Linked DNA regions of Mus musculus: region 2 is linked to region 1. A link is a contact called in public ChIA-PET data. All regions are on one chromosome and are shown on one strand. Each heading gives the region's core, a stretch centred on a gene start, on an enhancer-like site or on the middle of the called end of the contact. The rest is flanking DNA. Distances are from core to core; before and after follow the strand shown.

What was found. ChIA-PET counts read pairs in DNA pulled down with a chosen protein or histone mark.
Region 2: a contact with region 1 is called in an RNA polymerase II ChIA-PET map of memory CD8 T cells, with 246 read pairs. The contact joins the promoter of Foxn2 here to the enhancer-like site in region 1. A contact is called at or near these places in 2 of 39 promoter capture datasets (hippocampal neurons and macrophages), 18 of 484 Hi-C or Micro-C datasets (CD4 T cells, CD8 T cells, CD8 central memory T cells and 8 more), 5 of 115 datasets of contacts at active chromatin or transcription factors (effector CD8 T cells, embryonic stem cells, intestinal villus epithelium and 1 more) and 1 of 9 other capture datasets (adipose tissue).

The regions. Positions count from the first base shown.
Region 1 is chr17:88,401,235-88,404,869 of GRCm38.p6, forward strand. No RefSeq gene overlaps it. Among named protein-coding and RNA genes, the nearest start is that of Gm23947, 10 kb to the left of the region's middle. Within about 2 kb of position 2,272, at least 74 of the 459 cell types and tissues checked have an H3K27ac peak or open chromatin away from gene starts, as enhancers often do. A contact at or near this core is called in CD8 T cells, CD8 central memory T cells, Th1 cells and 5 more, where this site is marked.
Region 2 is chr17:88,438,684-88,442,070 of GRCm38.p6, forward strand. Foxn2 (forkhead box N2) reads left to right here and starts at 2,021. Exons shown (of 6, transcript NM_180974.5): 1 at 2,021-2,201.

The DNA.
Region 1 (3,635 bases), core at 1,022-3,521:
AGGACTGTGGCCACTGTGCACTGTGTGTCCTGTTGGACGGCACCATCTGTCTCAGACACAAGCTTGCTCCCAGCATCTCCTGCTTTCTCTGCCCCCCTGCTGGCTGCGAGGGTAAGGTCTCACTGTGCCATCCATCCACTAATCCGTTCTCTAAATATTTATGGGTACTTTAATACACGATAATTTCAGCTCTAAGCCCTTACTCGCTCTATAGCATGGCTCTGCAGTGCATAAACTATTTTATTAAATAGTTGGATAAATTTTAAAATTAAAGCAGTACATATATTTCTGGGAAATATCAAGAAATTTGAATGCACATGTAATCCTAACAAATACTGTTACATATTTCACTGTGTATCTTTTTTGATTTTCATTTTTACCCCTGTTCTTTTAACTTGAAAGATTTCAGTCACATAAAATATTAGAGCTTAATTAAAAAAAAAAATTCCTCCAGCCCATTCCCTATAACATCACACAAGCCGATAATGTCCCTTTCATGATTCTTTCTGTCCCCTGCTTTTTCTATTACATTTATTTGTGTCTGTATGTGTGAGTGTGTCTATATGAATGTGTGTGTGTCTGTGAATGTGTGTGTCTGTATGTGTATGTCTGTCTGTGTGAGTGTACGTAAGGGTTGTTAATATGTGAGTATGTGTGAGAGGGTATGTCTGTGTGTCAGTAGGTATGAGTTTGTGGGTCAAAGTGTCTGTGTGAGTGAGTGTTTATGTGTGTGTGTGTGTGCGCAAGTGTGTGAGAGTGTATGTGTGTGCACATGCACATTTTGCAGTCTTGACAATTGAATCTGGGGCCTCATGTTTCATGCATCCATGGTATATGCTCTGCAACTGAGCTTTAACCCCCAGCCCTGTTTTGTTAGACTCTAAAACTTAAAATGACTATAGTCTCCTGCGATTAATTTTTATGTTTATCTTTTGAGATAGGGTTTCACTTTAGTCCAGGCTGTGATCTTCCTACTAAGCATCTCAAGTATTGTGATTGCAGGTATGACTCACCATCACTCCTGATTGCAGTTTGCCTTTTTGGGAGGTGGTACTAAAATGACTTTAGAACAAGTATGGTCTAAGCAAGGAGGTTAAACATGTAGGCTAAGGAAAGAACGATGTTTACGATATGAGAATATGTACCTGCGAGTGTGCGTTTCTGAAGGGACTGGCTTGCTCTCTGCTTCAGTCCCTCACCTTTCTTGGAATTATTTCCTTTGCCATCTGTAGCTCTACTGCATTCCTTTTCACCATTGTGTTTTAGAGACTCTGATGGAAGAGTTCATGATAATTCACTTATTAACTCTTCCATACACTGCAGCTAGTTTGTTCCCAATACATTGCTAGAAACGGGGCGATTGCCAAGCACGGTACTTTATACCTGTAATAACTACTTTTGACAAACCGAGACAGGACGACCCTGGCAAGTTTGCTGTCATCTTGGATTACGTATCATGTTCCAGACCAGCTTGAAAACTCTAATTAATCAATCAAGTAATCAGTCAATGTCTGCCCCTATCCATTTGCACACATAAAGGTAAATTTCTTCAGAGTACACATTTGAGAACAAAATTAATCCGAAAAATATGTAAATTACTTGAATATTACCAAATGGTCTTTCAATGTGATGTGTTAATTTGCACCCTTTTTAGTAATGTTAGCATATTAGATTTTTTTTATGTAGAGATATATAGGTCTGGGGATGTAGCTTAGGGATAGTGTATCTAGTTGACCTGTGCTCAATCATTAGTACCACAAAGAAGAAGGACAGCCATGCCTGCACTCACATTTGTCACTTGTGTGGCGTGGGCATCGTGAATGTGTCCGAGCTCAGAATCCCCAAGCCTGGATGTGCTTATTTGCATATCTTTCCACAGCCCATTTCTGTTCATTTTCCTAACTCTCAAGTCCTACAGACAAGTCCTCCACTGCTCTCTAGTTCTGCTTGCCTTCCTCGGCTCTCCTGACTGCCCTTTACATCCCCTGGTGTAGTCAGTGTTTCAGGAGCCCATGCTGTGGTTGTAAGCCATGTCCTCAGCCAGGGCTACCAGCCTCTCCCCAGGACCCTGTACCACATGCATGTCCAATTCCTGAGAAGACGGACAAAGATGAGACGCTTGCTTTTCCTCCCAGGAGAGGCCTTCCTGGTTCCATAGCAGCTTCCCAGGAGCGGCCCTCTTCACTCATTTGGCAGTTGCAGTGCAGATCCACCTGTGTGTGTGAGAGAGAGAGCGTTCAATTACACTTTCAGTTTCAATGACTGTATGTTTTCACTTTTGTACACAGGGTTGGATGTTCCAGCCACACAGGATGTGTGTGATGACACATAGGCAGGAAGTAAGTAGACGGGAGCTACATCAGGATGTACGCTTGCCCCCATTGGATGAAGGTGGGAGTACAGAGCCTTATAAAGCACACTGATTTACCAATTGGGATGAACACACACTCCATCCCAGCTTTTCTCCTCTGCAGCTATCCTAGAAAGACTGCCTCTGGAGAGCCCGGCTTTTCTTTCACACTTTCCTAAGGACAACGGTGAATACCTTAGCTGATCTTCTTAAGCCTACTGTAAGTGGTAAACTATTCTTTGGGGAAAACCGTAGTCATATTACCCCTTCCTCTGAGATTATCATAGACATGGTCACATACAGGTCAGGTGCCTTTCTTTTCTTTTCTGATCTCCAACTCACCAGCCAAGGAGAACCTTGAACTTCTGCTCCCCCTCTGCCTCTACCTCCAAAGACCTTGGATTAGAAGTATGCATCACCGCACCAGTGCTGGGTATGGTCGTAATAGAACCCAGGGCTTTGTGGATGCCAGGCAAGCAGGCTCTCAACCGAGAGCTACACCCCCCATCCAGAGGTTATATAAAACACCCAGCTACGTGTTTGTTTTGAGACAGTCATGTACACCAGGCTAGCCTTGAACTTATGAAGTGGATGAGGCTCACTTTAACCTCTGAGTCTCTTGACTCCCTAAAGCACCACTACACCCGCTGCCTTTACTTTTTTTAGTTCTCTAAAAACAAACAAACAAACAAACAAACCTTTTGATACTAATAAGATTACAGCGATGAGATCCAGTGTTAATTTCACTGAGTCCACATCAAGGTAAATACTTCAAGTGGCAGAATTGCTCAGAAAAAGATTTTTTTTTTTAAACTGAGAAAGTTCTTAGAGCACTTCAGCCGCTATCTTAACCCCCTGCCGAATTTAGGTACCTTGAGGAAATAATCATTCATTAGGAAGTGTGAGAAATGTCGTAGGTTGATTCTGTTTAAATGCCAATTAGCATGAACGAGGGGCATGCAAATACCACCGCCAGAGAGGCCAACCCAATGTGGAATTATTTCAGAGCAATTAATTCACTTCCAAGCTTCTAGTATTAGCACCACCTTATTTCCCTTGTGTATTCAGACAAAGTGTTTTTAAAAATCAACCAAAAACTGTGATGCTCTGCCAACAAGATTCTAGAGTGAAAGACAACCCCCTAGTCAAATGTAAATTGTAGCCGCATTAGTATGCTAATGAGCTAACAGATAAACTGTGGGTCAAATTTTCCCTTCCTCAGCTTAAATAGCCCTTGAAAAAGACCTCTTTCTAAATGTTTACGGAACCTAGGAGCAGCGGCAAT
Region 2 (3,387 bases), core at 771-3,270, 37 kb after region 1:
CTCTGCCTCCCACGTGCTGGAATTCAAGGCGAGCACCACCCCTGGCTGAACTTGGTTTCTTAAAAGCCAACTTTTCTTGCTCTTCCTTTCCTTCTCGTGCTCTTTCTTCTGTATCTTCTTTAATTTGTCTACATGAGTGGGGGGCAACAGTGATGCTATGTAAGGAGATTTGCAGTAGATGTTGCTCCTCCGCTGAAGCACATCTTACATTTGCCCTGAGATTTCGTACTCTGAAGAAAACTGGGATTCTCCGGGACTTTGAAAAGAAAACAAACAAACAAAACAAAATGAAATAGAACTGGTAGGCGAGCTTACATGGATCATACGAATAATGTTGTTTGTGGAATGAGGGAATCAAATATTTCTGGCTTTGTTCTTGTACATCGGGGTGCCTACAATTCCTCTGCATCTCTGCCATATTCACAGCTCATCTACTTTACTGCGAGCAGATAGCCTGCTTCAGTCATTTTATATGCAAAGACATTGAATAGTCAACATCCCCTCATCAGGAACCAAATGAAGCTTTGTTGAGCAAGCAGACGGGCAATGTCTCCGTTTTAGAGACCCTTTCTCTTAATCCATTTATATCTGTGTGAAACAGGTATCAGTAGCATGGTTTTTAAAGAACTGGGTATAGAAATTGAAAGGTTTAATTTCCAGGTTCATAATGATAACAGTAAACTCAAACTATAGTTTTCTTTTAGAAATTCAATGGAATAGTCCTCTCTCTCTCTCTCTCCCTATGTAGATGGCCTTAAACATTTGAGTCTCCTATGTCCTCCTTCCAAGTTCCAGGATTACAGGAATGAGGCACTATACCCTGCTTTCCTTTTGAGACAGACTTCTTTTTTTTTTTTTTTTTTTTTTTTTTTCTGAGGCAGGGTTTCTCTGTGTAGCCCTGGCTGTCCTGGAACTCACTCTGTAGACCAGGCTGGCCTCGAACTCAGAAATCCGCCTGCCTCTGCCTCCCGAGTGCTGGGATGAAAGGCGCGCGCCACCACCGCGCAGCTGAGACAGAAACTTCTTATGAAGGCCAGGGTGACCTCTAAATCTTGGCACTCCTCCAGCCTCACCCTACCCAGTACTGATACATAAACCTTCACTGCCAAGGGCAGTTTGATAGGCTACTTCTAGGCTTCAGTTTCCTTCTATGTAAAGGGAATTCCTGAAATTGTAGAGTTGGCAGATTCACTAAAACATGAAGCAACCAGAAAGTATACCCCGAAGGGAATGTCCTTAACATTAAAAATTATTCTACATTTGTCTGCAATTCAGAATTAACTGGCCACTCCCGTTTTATCTAGCAGCACTGTACCCGCAATACAGTGTAGGCAATACGTGTACAATGCATATTAAGTCCTTATTACTGTACACAGCAATTAGTGAGAGCTCTGTACATTTTTGTTGTTGCTGTGTTGCCTTTTATTACTGGTTTTTAATTTGGGAGACAGAGTCTCAGAAAATCTTTAGTAAAATTTGGATCTGATTCCAAAGCCCCATTTCCCCTCTAAAATCTGCTCTGCATAGAGTTTCCACGGCACTTCAGTCAGAAGAAGGTAGCGTTGTTCTCAAGAAAGCTTCCCGGTCCCCACACTTTCAAAGCCAAGGGGCTGTTCGGGCCGTCGCGGCAGCCCCAGCACACGCGTCGCGGGCGGACACTCGCGCGTCCCGCGCCAGCTCGTCCACTCAGCAGCCGCGCCGCGCCTCGGTCGCCCTCCCATAGGTCCTTCCGGGCGACAGGCGAGGGCTTTTCATTTTCCCGCCTGCACGCCCAGCTCCGTAAACCTCAGCGTCCCCTCGCTTTGCCTTCCGAGCCCGCTCCACCCTTCCGGACGCCACCTTCCCCCCCACCCGCCTGCAGGACGACAGCTCGGAGGGGCGGCCGCCGCCCTGGTAGGAGGCGGGACGAGGCAAGGGCGGGCTGCGGGAGGCGGGACGGAAGGAGGGGCGGGGCCAAGCGCCTTGGCGCCGCGTTGTCATGGCAGCGGGGCGGGGAGGAGGGGAGGAAGCGAGCAGGCGGGAGGGGTGGGGGGGGGGGGGATGTGGTGCTGCGGCGGCCGCCACCGCAGCTGCCACTGCCTGCTCGCGCCTGGGTGTCCCGGAGGCGGCTGCTGGGAGCCACGGGAGCAGCTGCGGTGCTCTGCCATATTGTGTCTGGCCCGGCCCGGCCCTCGCCTCTGGTTCGCGGCGGCTGAGTGACGGTGAGTCCCCGGGGTCGCGCGGCGCGGCGCGGCGCGGAGGCAGCGTGTGCGGCCGGCGCTGGGCGTGGGGGCGCGGAGGCGGCTGTCCCGTGACGCGCCGGGACATTTTTGTGTCCCGGGAAGAATTGGCGCCCCTGCGCGGGGGTGTACCCGGCGCGCGGCTCCGGCAGAGCGTGGGCTGCCCCGGGGGTGTGGAACCGAGGCGAGCACGGGTCCCCGGGAGTGAGGAGTTAGGAGTTTTCTCCCGAGGTAATGACCGTACCGGAGGGGGCGTCGCGCAGTCGGAGCCACAGAGGGCAGAGGACGCCCAGGCGGAAACCTGCGACCCCGGGAGTTGCTGCTCTAAGAGTCCCGGGGAGCCCGCGCCAGCCACGTCGCCGCTCCGGCTCCCATCCGAGCGGGACGCGCGCGGCGTGGAGTCCCAGTCCGGGGCCCGGCCCGGCCCGGGCGGGATGGCTGGGCCCGGAGAAGTAGTGCCCAGGAGGACTCGCGTAAACTTCGGGCGCGGGGCCCCGATGTGGGGTGGCGACCCCAGCCCGGTTCTCGCGGCCGGAGGCGCCCCCAAGCCTGGCTGGCCCGGGCCGGGGGTGGGGTGGGGTGGGGTGGGGGTGGGACTTGGACTGTTTCGGCGTTGCAACATGTGCACTTCCTGTTCGCCATCTCCTTCGGGGCCGAGGTTACTTCTGCCCTCCGGCCCGGCGCTCGGGCCGGGAGGGTGCGCGGTGGTCCGCGGCCTTGAGCTTGGGTGCCGGCCGGCGTGCAGTGCCCGGCAGCCCGAAGCCGAGCCGGGGAGGTTAGGGGCAGGGAGTCCACGTGCTCGGTGCTCGGTCTTGCACTGCAAACTCCGCCCCCGGCTGCCCTCCGGCAAAATGCCTGGGTTCCCACCGCCGCACCTCACGCGAGTTGGGGGTAGCAATTTCATTGGGAAGCCGCGCTCTCGAGATCTTCTTGCACTTGGTTTCTGCTTTAAAGCTTTCCTTTTTCCACCTTTTGGGTGGCGGTGGGAGGAGTCATAAGTGCAGAGAAATGACAGACTTTTTTTTTTTTTCCCCTACTTGCAACTCCGCTGTGAGCGGTTAATTATTTCCAGGTTAGTTGGTGCTCTTTTCTCCTGTCTTCTGATTGTGACAGCCACGTGGCCGGCTGAGTGCAATAGAGTGCTCTAGCGGCCAGAGAGCTTGAGGCT